3 separate regions of the Mus musculus genome follow, and regions 1 and 2 are each linked to region 3. The links are chromatin contacts, called in public HiChIP or PLAC-seq maps. All regions are on one chromosome and are shown on one strand. Each heading gives the region's core, a stretch centred on a gene start, on an enhancer-like site or on the middle of the called end of the contact. The rest is flanking DNA. Distances are from core to core; before and after follow the strand shown. Region 1 holds the start of Anapc11 (anaphase promoting complex subunit 11). Region 2 holds the start of Slc16a3 (solute carrier family 16 (monocarboxylic acid transporters), member 3). Region 3 holds the start of Hmga1b (high mobility group AT-hook 1B).

The links. HiChIP or PLAC-seq counts read pairs in DNA pulled down with a chosen protein or histone mark.
Region 1: a contact with region 3 is called in an HNF4G HiChIP or PLAC-seq map of pancreatic cancer cells. The contact joins the promoter of Anapc11 here to the promoter of Hmga1b in region 3. A contact is called at or near these places in 24 of 39 promoter capture datasets (the 3T3-L1 cell line, 3T3-L1-derived adipocytes, the C10 cell line and 16 more), 2 of 15 datasets of contacts at CTCF or cohesin (the G1E-ER4 cell line and embryonic stem cells), 7 of 484 Hi-C or Micro-C datasets (the G1E-ER4 cell line, the HL-1 cell line and embryonic stem cells), 21 of 115 datasets of contacts at active chromatin or transcription factors (the 230-238 cell line, the HPC-7 cell line, the NIH/3T3 cell line and 13 more) and 3 of 9 other capture datasets (adipose tissue, liver and pancreatic islet).
Region 2: a contact with region 3 is called in an HNF4G HiChIP or PLAC-seq map of pancreatic cancer cells. The contact joins the promoter of Slc16a3 here to the promoter of Hmga1b in region 3. A contact is called at or near these places in 7 of 39 promoter capture datasets (the 3T3-L1 cell line, cranial neural crest, embryonic stem cells and 2 more), 1 of 115 datasets of contacts at active chromatin or transcription factors (pancreatic cancer cells) and 3 of 9 other capture datasets (adipose tissue, liver and pancreatic islet).

What each region holds. Positions count from the first base shown.
Region 1 is chr11:120,597,135-120,599,834 of GRCm38.p6, forward strand. It overlaps Anapc11 (anaphase promoting complex subunit 11), which reads left to right and starts at 1,398. Exons shown (of 3, transcript NM_001038230.2): 1 at 1,398-1,736; 2 at 2,108-2,234. The coding sequence starts at 2,126. It overlaps Alyref (Aly/REF export factor), which reads right to left and starts at 1,231. Exons shown (of 6, transcript NM_011568.1): 1 at 971-1,231; 2 at 501-632. The coding sequence starts at 1,204.
Region 2 is chr11:120,947,665-120,950,384 of GRCm38.p6, forward strand. It overlaps Slc16a3 (solute carrier family 16 (monocarboxylic acid transporters), member 3), which reads left to right and starts at 1,403. Exons shown (of 6, transcript NM_001038653.1): 1 at 1,403-1,486.
Region 3 is chr11:120,761,353-120,764,197 of GRCm38.p6, forward strand. Hmga1b (high mobility group AT-hook 1B) reads left to right here and starts at 1,442. Exons shown (of 2, transcript NM_001166477.1): 1 at 1,442-1,638; 2 at 1,672-2,845. The coding sequence starts at 1,537. The coding sequence ends at 1,860.

The DNA.
Region 1 (2,700 bases), core at 148-2,647, 160 kb before region 3:
AGAACCATGACCCAGGTAAGACCCAGGAAAGATCGCCAGTTAAGATCCAGCACAGAGACGCAGGCTGGAAGATACTCTCAGCCACCTTTCTCAGCATCTGGGAGATGCTGGACTTCCTTCTCCTATCAGTTCACCATATCGAGCATAAATCTGAGAAGCAAGCACCTTTCGGTCATGCTGGGACCGGAGTTGTGGCCAGTCTGTGCAGGTTAGAAACTGTAAGCTCTGGCACAGGGCAGGCGCTCACAGTTTGGACAGCAGACAGGACTCATTTTTAGGGGGGCGCGCGCACACACACACATACACACACAGTGTGTGACATCTTCCTGCAGCCTGGCTTATGGGGTCGTGCTCAAACCCTACTTTTTCTGAGGCCAAGGCTCTCAGGGTGACAGTGGCTGGCTCTGGGCAGCCTAGGGGAGGGCAGGTTCCAATCTGTAAAGGATCCTGGAGCCCACGTCCGCGTGGGACGAGGAAAGCGGAGAGCTCCCGTCTCCTACCTGAATATCAGCATCTGACACTCCGAAGTCCAGGTTGGACACCAGCAGCTTCCCGCCGGTCTCCACGCCGGCTCCACCCCCGAAGCCGCTGTCGAAGAGGTCGTGCTGCCATTTGTCGGGAAGTTGTTTCGGCTGGAGAGAAACCGTAAGCACAGAGACACTCGTGAGACTCGTCCCGGGAGCCCGCGACACCTCGGCGACGCTCTCCCGTCGGCCCCGCGGCCAAGGTCGAGGAGCCCCGAGAGTCCCCCAGCCCCGCCGCTCCGCTACGGACACCCAAGTTCTCTCGCAGCGGCCCCCGCCGCCACGAGGCTGGACCACGACCGGACAAAGCGTCCCGGAAGATCCTGGCCTCGGGACGGCCTCGCCCCCGCCCACCCCTCGGCCGCGGTCCCGCGCGGGACGCTCACCCGGTCCCGGCCGGCCCGGGCGCACCCTCCCCGGCCCGCGCCGCAGGTCCCCGCACTCACTCTGCTGTACGGCGCCGGCCGGTTCCTGCCGCCGCCTGCGGCGCCGCGGGCGATGGCGGGCCGGTTCCTCATAGGCCCGCCGCCTCGATTCACCCGCGCGGCGGCCTGCACTGCGCCGCCGCGGCCGCCCTGGGAGCCGGCCCTGCCGCGACCCCGGCCCCCGCCGCGGCCTCCTCGCTGGCTCCGGTTCAGCTTAATGATGTCGTCCAAAGACATGTCCATTTTGTCGGCCATGGCGGGCGCGGATTCGGGCCTCGGATCGAGCCCGCGCGTCAGCACGCCGCGGCGTCACTTCCGGCGCCTCCCCCTGCCTTCCGGCGTCGCGGGCCCGAAGCGAGCGGCGATTGGTCTGGGCGCGCGCGATTCCGCAGAGCGCCTGCGTACGGCTCGCCGCGGTGGCTGGCGCTACTTCGGAGGAGCCCGACGCGGCGCGGTCGTTTTTATACATTCCCGCGCGGAGGCAACGGAAGGGCGGGGCGCCTCGTGATTAGGCCGCGGAGGTGCGAGGGCGAGCAGGGGGCGGGGCCTGCGGGCGCCTCCCTGGGAGGCCGGAAGATCCTCGGGCGTCGCCTGGGTGCAGCGCAGTGTGCGCGTCCCGCGTCCCTCCTCACCGTGCGATCGTGGGGGTCCCGGCCGGTCCGTGGGTCCGACTTGGTTGTTTTTGCTCGAAGGCTCGGTCTCCTGACGAGCTGGCGTCCTCACCCCTGCTTTAACTTCGCGGATTAGTGACAGTCACTCTTTCCATATCTTTAAAAGCGAGGCCCTGGTTAGTGAAAACCAATGTTTTGCGTGGATGCGGAGGTTTTGTTTTTGTTTTTTTGTTTGTTTTCGTTTCCTGTTTGGCTGATCTGCTTCTGCCCCGGGATTAGAGGCGTGTGCCACCGTGCCAGACTACATGAGTGCAGATCTTTAAAGGCATCCTTAAAGGTGGCAAAATAAACTCGTGCCATTAATCCCACAGGCTCTCCTTGCCGTCTTTAAAGACAAACACGTGCCTTTTTCTTTCTTTTTGGTCGGGACGCACGGAATTTTGGAAGATGCCGTTCTTGACGAGTGCAGCACTTGCCGCAGCTCCATGACTTTGAGCTTAGGTGCTTTCGTATTCCGTACTAACTCCAGGTCATCCTCTTCCCTCAGGTCACAGGCTCTGTTGTCATGAAGGTGAAAATTAAATGTTGGAATGGTGTGGCCACTTGGCTCTGGGTAGCCAATGATGAGAACTGCGGCATCTGCAGGATGGCGTTTAATGGCTGCTGTCCAGACTGTAAGTGTCTTCCTATGCGCTCTCAGAACTTTAGCCTACTCCACCAGCCTAAAAATCCCTAGGTTTCCCAGCACTGGGTAGGCAGAGACTGGAGGATCTCTGAGTTTGAGTTTAGCCTGGTCAACAGGACAAGTTACCTAACCCTAACCGAAACCCCACCGGACAGTGGTGTTGCACGCCTTTAATCCCAGCACTCTGGAGGCAGAGGCAAGTGAATCTCTGAGTTCAAGGCCAGCCTGATCTACAGAGGGAGTTCCAGGACAGCCAGGGCTACACAGAGAAACCCTGTTTTGAAAAAAAAACAAAAAACAAAACAAAACAAAAACAAAAAGCCAAACAGTGCAAGTTCCAGGATAACCAGGGCTACAAAGAAAAGCCCTGACTTGATAAAAGACCAGGTAAAACAAAAACAAAAAATTGTGGGTTTTAGTTTCTATTATCTGAGGGGAAAGTCGACAGAAAAAAG
Region 2 (2,720 bases), core at 153-2,652, 190 kb after region 3:
ATTGTGTGGCATGGGTTTGAATCGGCACCCCTTGCACCCCTCGGAGGACTGGAAAGAACTCTCCCAGCTCAGAATGGCTCTACTCTCTCCCAATCCTGTTCCTTTCCGGGAAGTCAGCATTTGTAGAGCAGCATGCAAAGCTGCTGTCCTGTCCTCATCTCCCACACTGGGCTGGGAGTGTTAGGATTGCTCTTGTGCTCTGTGTATTCAGATGCCCCAAGAGTTCTGTGCCCCAAGATCAGGTTGCAGTCTGGACATGGGCAGCGTATTGACCAATGTGCTGTGGAGAATGCTCCCCAATAACTTCTGATTGGATAGTAAAAGGCTAAAGCCTGTGACTGGGCAGGAAAGAGAGGAAGGTGGAACTTGAGATGAGTAGGGGTATCTCCAGTAGGTACCAGGAAAAGGAAAAAGGCAGGGGAAGGAAGAGGCCTGCCTTGAGGCAGGATGGTCTGGGAGGATGGACCATGAGCACGTGGCCGAGAGAAAATCGCTGAGGACACTCATGGGGCAGAGCAAACACAGCAAGACTCAGTTGGCAAGTAATGTGGCGTCTATAGTTAGGATGTTATAGCAATCTCAGAACCTGCCCGGTTTAAACTTACAGCTTGTTAATAAAAACACCAGGTTTCTTTGCCCCCCCCCCCGCCCCCCAGGGAGCTATACAGGCTAGAGTGGAGCAGAAATCCCCCCATAAAAATCACTTCTATAGGAGTTGAGGGGCGACAGAGCAGGGCTGTGTCAGTGCCTGTATCTGACTTTGTTGCAGGGCCCCGACCACAGGGGAAAACGGAAGTTCAGGGAGGTTGACAGCCTTGCCCAAGATCCCCGGTCAGTCCAAGGTGCCTGAGTCTTCCTAACTAGGGAAGACAGCTGCCACAGCCACACAATAGCCCAGGCTGAGGCACGAGCAAGGTATGGTGGTTTGGATGGGGCGAAAGTCCGAAGTAGGCAGGCGGCAGGAGCCCTGTGTGCATGAGGTGTGGTGGGGGCGTGTGCCACCCGGCAGAAGGCGCAGGCCAGAAGGCCAGGGTCTGGAGGGCAAAAGGTCCCAGTCTCGGAGATAGCGAGGACATTGCCACTCTCTTGCAGGAATCATGGAAGGAGCCCACAGTCTTGGGAGGGGATAAATGGAGGGTAGAATGGGAAGCAGAGGTGGGTAGTCACGGCCCAAGGGCGCGGAAGAGAACAGTGAGAAGGTCTGCGTTGGGTGGGGCCCGGGCCCCGGGCGCCTATAGAGCGAGTGCCAGCCTGGTCTCCCTGTTAAGTGGAGATGGCATTGTCCGCGCCGTCGGGGAACAGCGGCCAGGGCGCCCCCTCCGGCAGCGGCGCGGGGTCCGGGTGGGGAGGGCAGGGGCGGCGCCAGGCAGCGGTGACGTGCGCGGGGGACGTGCCGCGCGACGGATGAGAGCACTTAAAGTCGCCCCCGGCGCGGCGCCGGGCAGCCAAGGCGGACAGAGGCAGATACAGCGGCTGGCGGTAACAGGTAGGCGCGGCGAGATGCTTGGCGCGCGGAGCGAGGCTGGGACCCTCCCCCCGCCTCCAGTCGCCCAAGGTTTGGGGCCTTCGATCATCAGGCGGGGGATCCAGACCTGGAGCTCCCGGCCCCTGACCCTCTCTCCTCCTGGTTCTCCAGCCCCATTCTTTCTTGACTTGGAGAACCTTCTCACCACTGCGGCTCCACCAAAGGGCCATGAACAGCCAGTTGCGCGCTTGCATCCTGCTTCCCTGCCCTCGTAGACGCCTATCTATCCATCCGGTAGCCCTCGGGGGCTGGGCTTCGTCCAGGAGGGCAGCTGCCCTGGGCGACCAAACGTCCAGAGTATAAATAGCTCGGCCCAAGAGGGTTGGAGCGTGGCCGGACGGCCGGGGAACCTGGGCTATATTTGGTGGGAATGCTACAGCCTCCTTGGAACCCCGAATCTCCAGCGGGCGTCAGCAGGCCGCCCAGTGAGAGAGAGGGACACGTGCGCTTCGGAATGGTGCCACGTTGGGGGAGGTATGCCCTCGGGTCTCTTTCATCTCTTTACATCCACCTTTTCTACCATCTTAAACTCATCAACTCTTACCCAGCCACCACTATTAACCCAAACTAGGCACATGAAAGTGGGGTTTTCCTCCGGAGTGGGCTCTGTTTGCTCTATTCTCATCCGATAGGAAAACCAGGCACGGTCTGTTTTCTTACCTGACAAGTGGGTTGACTAGGCGCCTGCCTGGATGCTGGTCCAGTCAACAGACAGGCTCAAGAAACTGTTAACTCTGGACAGCTGATAGTGCTTGGAATCTGGGTGACAAGCAAGGAGAGGGCAGCAGGGCCCAGGCCGACAGGAACCCTTTCAGGACAACAGGTTGGTCTGAGCGTAACGGCAAGGTTCTCCCCATAACACAGGCTCATTAGCTTTCCCAAAGTTCTTCTGTTGGGAGCAGGTTATCCCCGAGGGCTCCCGGCATCATTGTACAGGCCCAAAGTTGGCTGGTGTCCCGTGGGTGCTGGGTCCGTCCGTGTTGAGGAACGAGGACAGTCCTAAAAGTGTGTGGACTCACTCAGGATGAGCAGTGACTAGTGCACAGCTAGGATGCTGTGCAAAGGATGAGTCTACCCCTTAAGGGGCACTGAGGACACTACCGAGATACATGTGGCCCCTTCTTGGCAAGGACTTTGAATAACCAGTGGTTTGGTTCCAAGATGGACTTGGCCACATCACCAGTGACCTTGGGCA
Region 3 (2,845 bases), core at 192-2,691:
TAGTGAATAAGAGTAGTTTTAGCCCTTGCCGTGAGTAGTAGTAGAGTAGTGAGTAGTTTAGCCCTTCCCCTAAGAAGAAGCTGCTGGGGAAGAGAGCTGTAAAAGAAAGAGCCTGAAGTAAAGATGTTGCTGCATGAACCCGACTTGGTGCCTGTGTCGTTCTTGTCACCACCGGCTCGGAGTGGAGATGACGACAGTAGGTAGGTAACTCAGCTGACTTTTGCGTCTTCTGGGCTCTGATCTGCAGTCTTTCTTCTTTGCTGCTTGGTTTGTCTGAGAGAGACTCTCAGCTTTTGTTGCTTACCCTGACAGCAAGGGATCTTGTGAAATTGGTCAGTTTCAGGAACTTCCTGAAACTATATGAGTTGTTTGCATCCCTACTTAAGGAACTTCCATGCAGGATGGGGTGTTTTAATTTCAAAGGAAACTGTTATACAACAGTCCTCACATAATGTTGTAGTTAGGGCTCAGCACATGACTCTGGATAGAGAAGTCTTCAGACAACATAGGTGACAGGAGATAGAGCAGGAGCTGTGGAGGGTGAAGACATCTTAGGAGAAATGCGCTCCTAAGGGCGAAGCTAGCAGATGACTGTCTTCCCAAGACGTTGGAGCTTGATGCTCCCTTCCTGGTAAACCACTTCCTCCTGCCTGGTGGCCAACTGGCATCCCTGAAAGGCCACCATTTCCCAGGAGTTCCGATGGCCACCAGACAGCAGGTTGGTCACAATCCACAGCTTTTGTCATAGAAGGGGAAGGGCTTTGATCTTACTGGATAGATCAGGCCAGACACCAGTATTCAGTGCCACCTGGAGGTTGGCTATAGGACTTGGTGGTTTGCTCAGACTGGGATCAAGGACACAGTGAGCAGGCATGATCTGTCCCTGTTAGCTATGAGGAAACTGCCAGGCAGCAGCAAATGATTGGGCTCCGGGCCCCCACTGTGTATGCTGTCCCCTGAGCCACAGGAAGGTCCCAGAGCACCCTTCTGACCAGTGCGGAGGAATGCTCAGGGGAAGGGTACTGCTGTCCCTGCACTATAGAGCACTGGAAGTACAGCTGCCTCCTTTCAGCGACTCACACGGTCTCAGTGCAGAGCCTGGACTGAGCAAGGGAAAGGCGGCAGTCTGAGCACACCTCCTCCCCAGGGCTGTCCATGAGGCATCTGAGCCTCCTGCCCGGCCCAGATGTCGTGTGACCTGCTATGACTCACTGGATCGTGAGTACTTGTTCCATGAACCCTGACACACAAGACAAGAGACCCTCAGCACACCTCAAACAATCGCCAGACACGGGTTGAGGTGCACAATATTCTCTGATTACTCCTAACTGGCTCCAAAGAACCAGGTCTCTGCTCAGAGAAGAGGAGATGCACAGAGGTACTCAGGGTTTGCAACTGGGGCAGGAAACCCCAGAATCCATGCTTAGATTTACAAGAGTCGCCTCTAATTGGGACTCCGAGTCGGGGCTATTTCTGGTGTTGGCGCGGCTCCAAGAAGGCACTCACTGTGTGCTGCCCCACACATAGAGAAGGAGAATGAGCGAGTCGGGCTCAAAGTCCAGCCAGCCCCTGGCCTCCAAGCAGGAAAAGGATGGGACTGAGAAGCGAGGCCGGGGCAGGCCACGCAAGCAGCCTCCGGTGAGTCCTGGGACGGCGCTGGTCGGGAGTCAGAAAGAGCCCAGTGAAGTGCCAACTCCGAAGAGACCTCGGGGCCGACCAAAGGGAAGCAAGAATAAGGGCGCCGCCAAGACCCGGAAAGTCACCACAGCTCCAGGGAGGAAACCAAGGGGCAGACCCAAGAAACTGGAGAAGGAGGAAGAGGAGGGCATCTCCCAGGAGTCCTCTGAGGAGGAGCAGTGATCACCACTCGCAGTGCCGCCTGCTCCATAGCCACTGAGGAGCAGCTGTCCCCTGGGACTGGAAGCCCTGCTCCCAGGCCCCTCCCCGCCCCCACTGCACACTACCGCACCAGGCACCAGCTGCAGGCTCTGCTCCGCAGCACCCAAGGGAGCAGGATTCGGCTCAGTCCCTGTGCCCTCCTCCCGAACACACCTGCCCCATCCTGACAAGGCTAACTTCCCATTTAGCCGCAGCCCGGCCTGCTGCGCACCTCCCTCAGAGCCGTGGCTCTCTGGGCGCTTTGTTTTGCGGGTCCCTTCTGCCCTGCTGTTCCTGGCTTCCCCGTAGAGGGTCCTGGGAGCATTCCCTGGCCTTAAGGGGCCCCGGCCCCATCTCACTCTGACAAGGCCCAGTGGCTGACCTAGCAGCAGCAGTGTGGTCAGGGCAGGGGATGCTTAGATCCCAGCATGTCCCCACCAAAGTATCACCGGGTGGGTTTCTCAGCCCCTCCTGCCCCACCCTACAGAGATCATGCACTGGGTTGGCTGAGCCCCTTGACAACAGGAAGTAGGATGATGTTGGCTCCACCCACTTTAATGTTCTCACCTGAGACTAGACAGATGGGGTTACCGCCCATCTCCAGAGTAAGGGCCTGTTCTCGCCTCCACCAAAGGCAAACGGGCACCAACACGCCTCCCCCAGTCCACTCTAGGCTGTTCCTTCCTCCCGCAGGGCACTAAGGAGCTAGCCTTGCCGCCCCCTCCTTTTCGCTCCTCCCTGCCCCCCATGGTTCTGGTTCCATCTTCTCCTCTGTTCACAAACTACCTCTGGACGGTTGTGTTGTTTTTTTTTTGTTCCATGTTCATTCTTAGATACCCACTATTGCTGCTGCTACCAGCGTCAGATGTTCATCCTCCTGAATTTGCCTGTATTCTCTCCCCCACACAATACACTCGAGGGGAAGGGGGGCTGGGGCGCAGCAGACTGGTTACCTACCCCACACTAA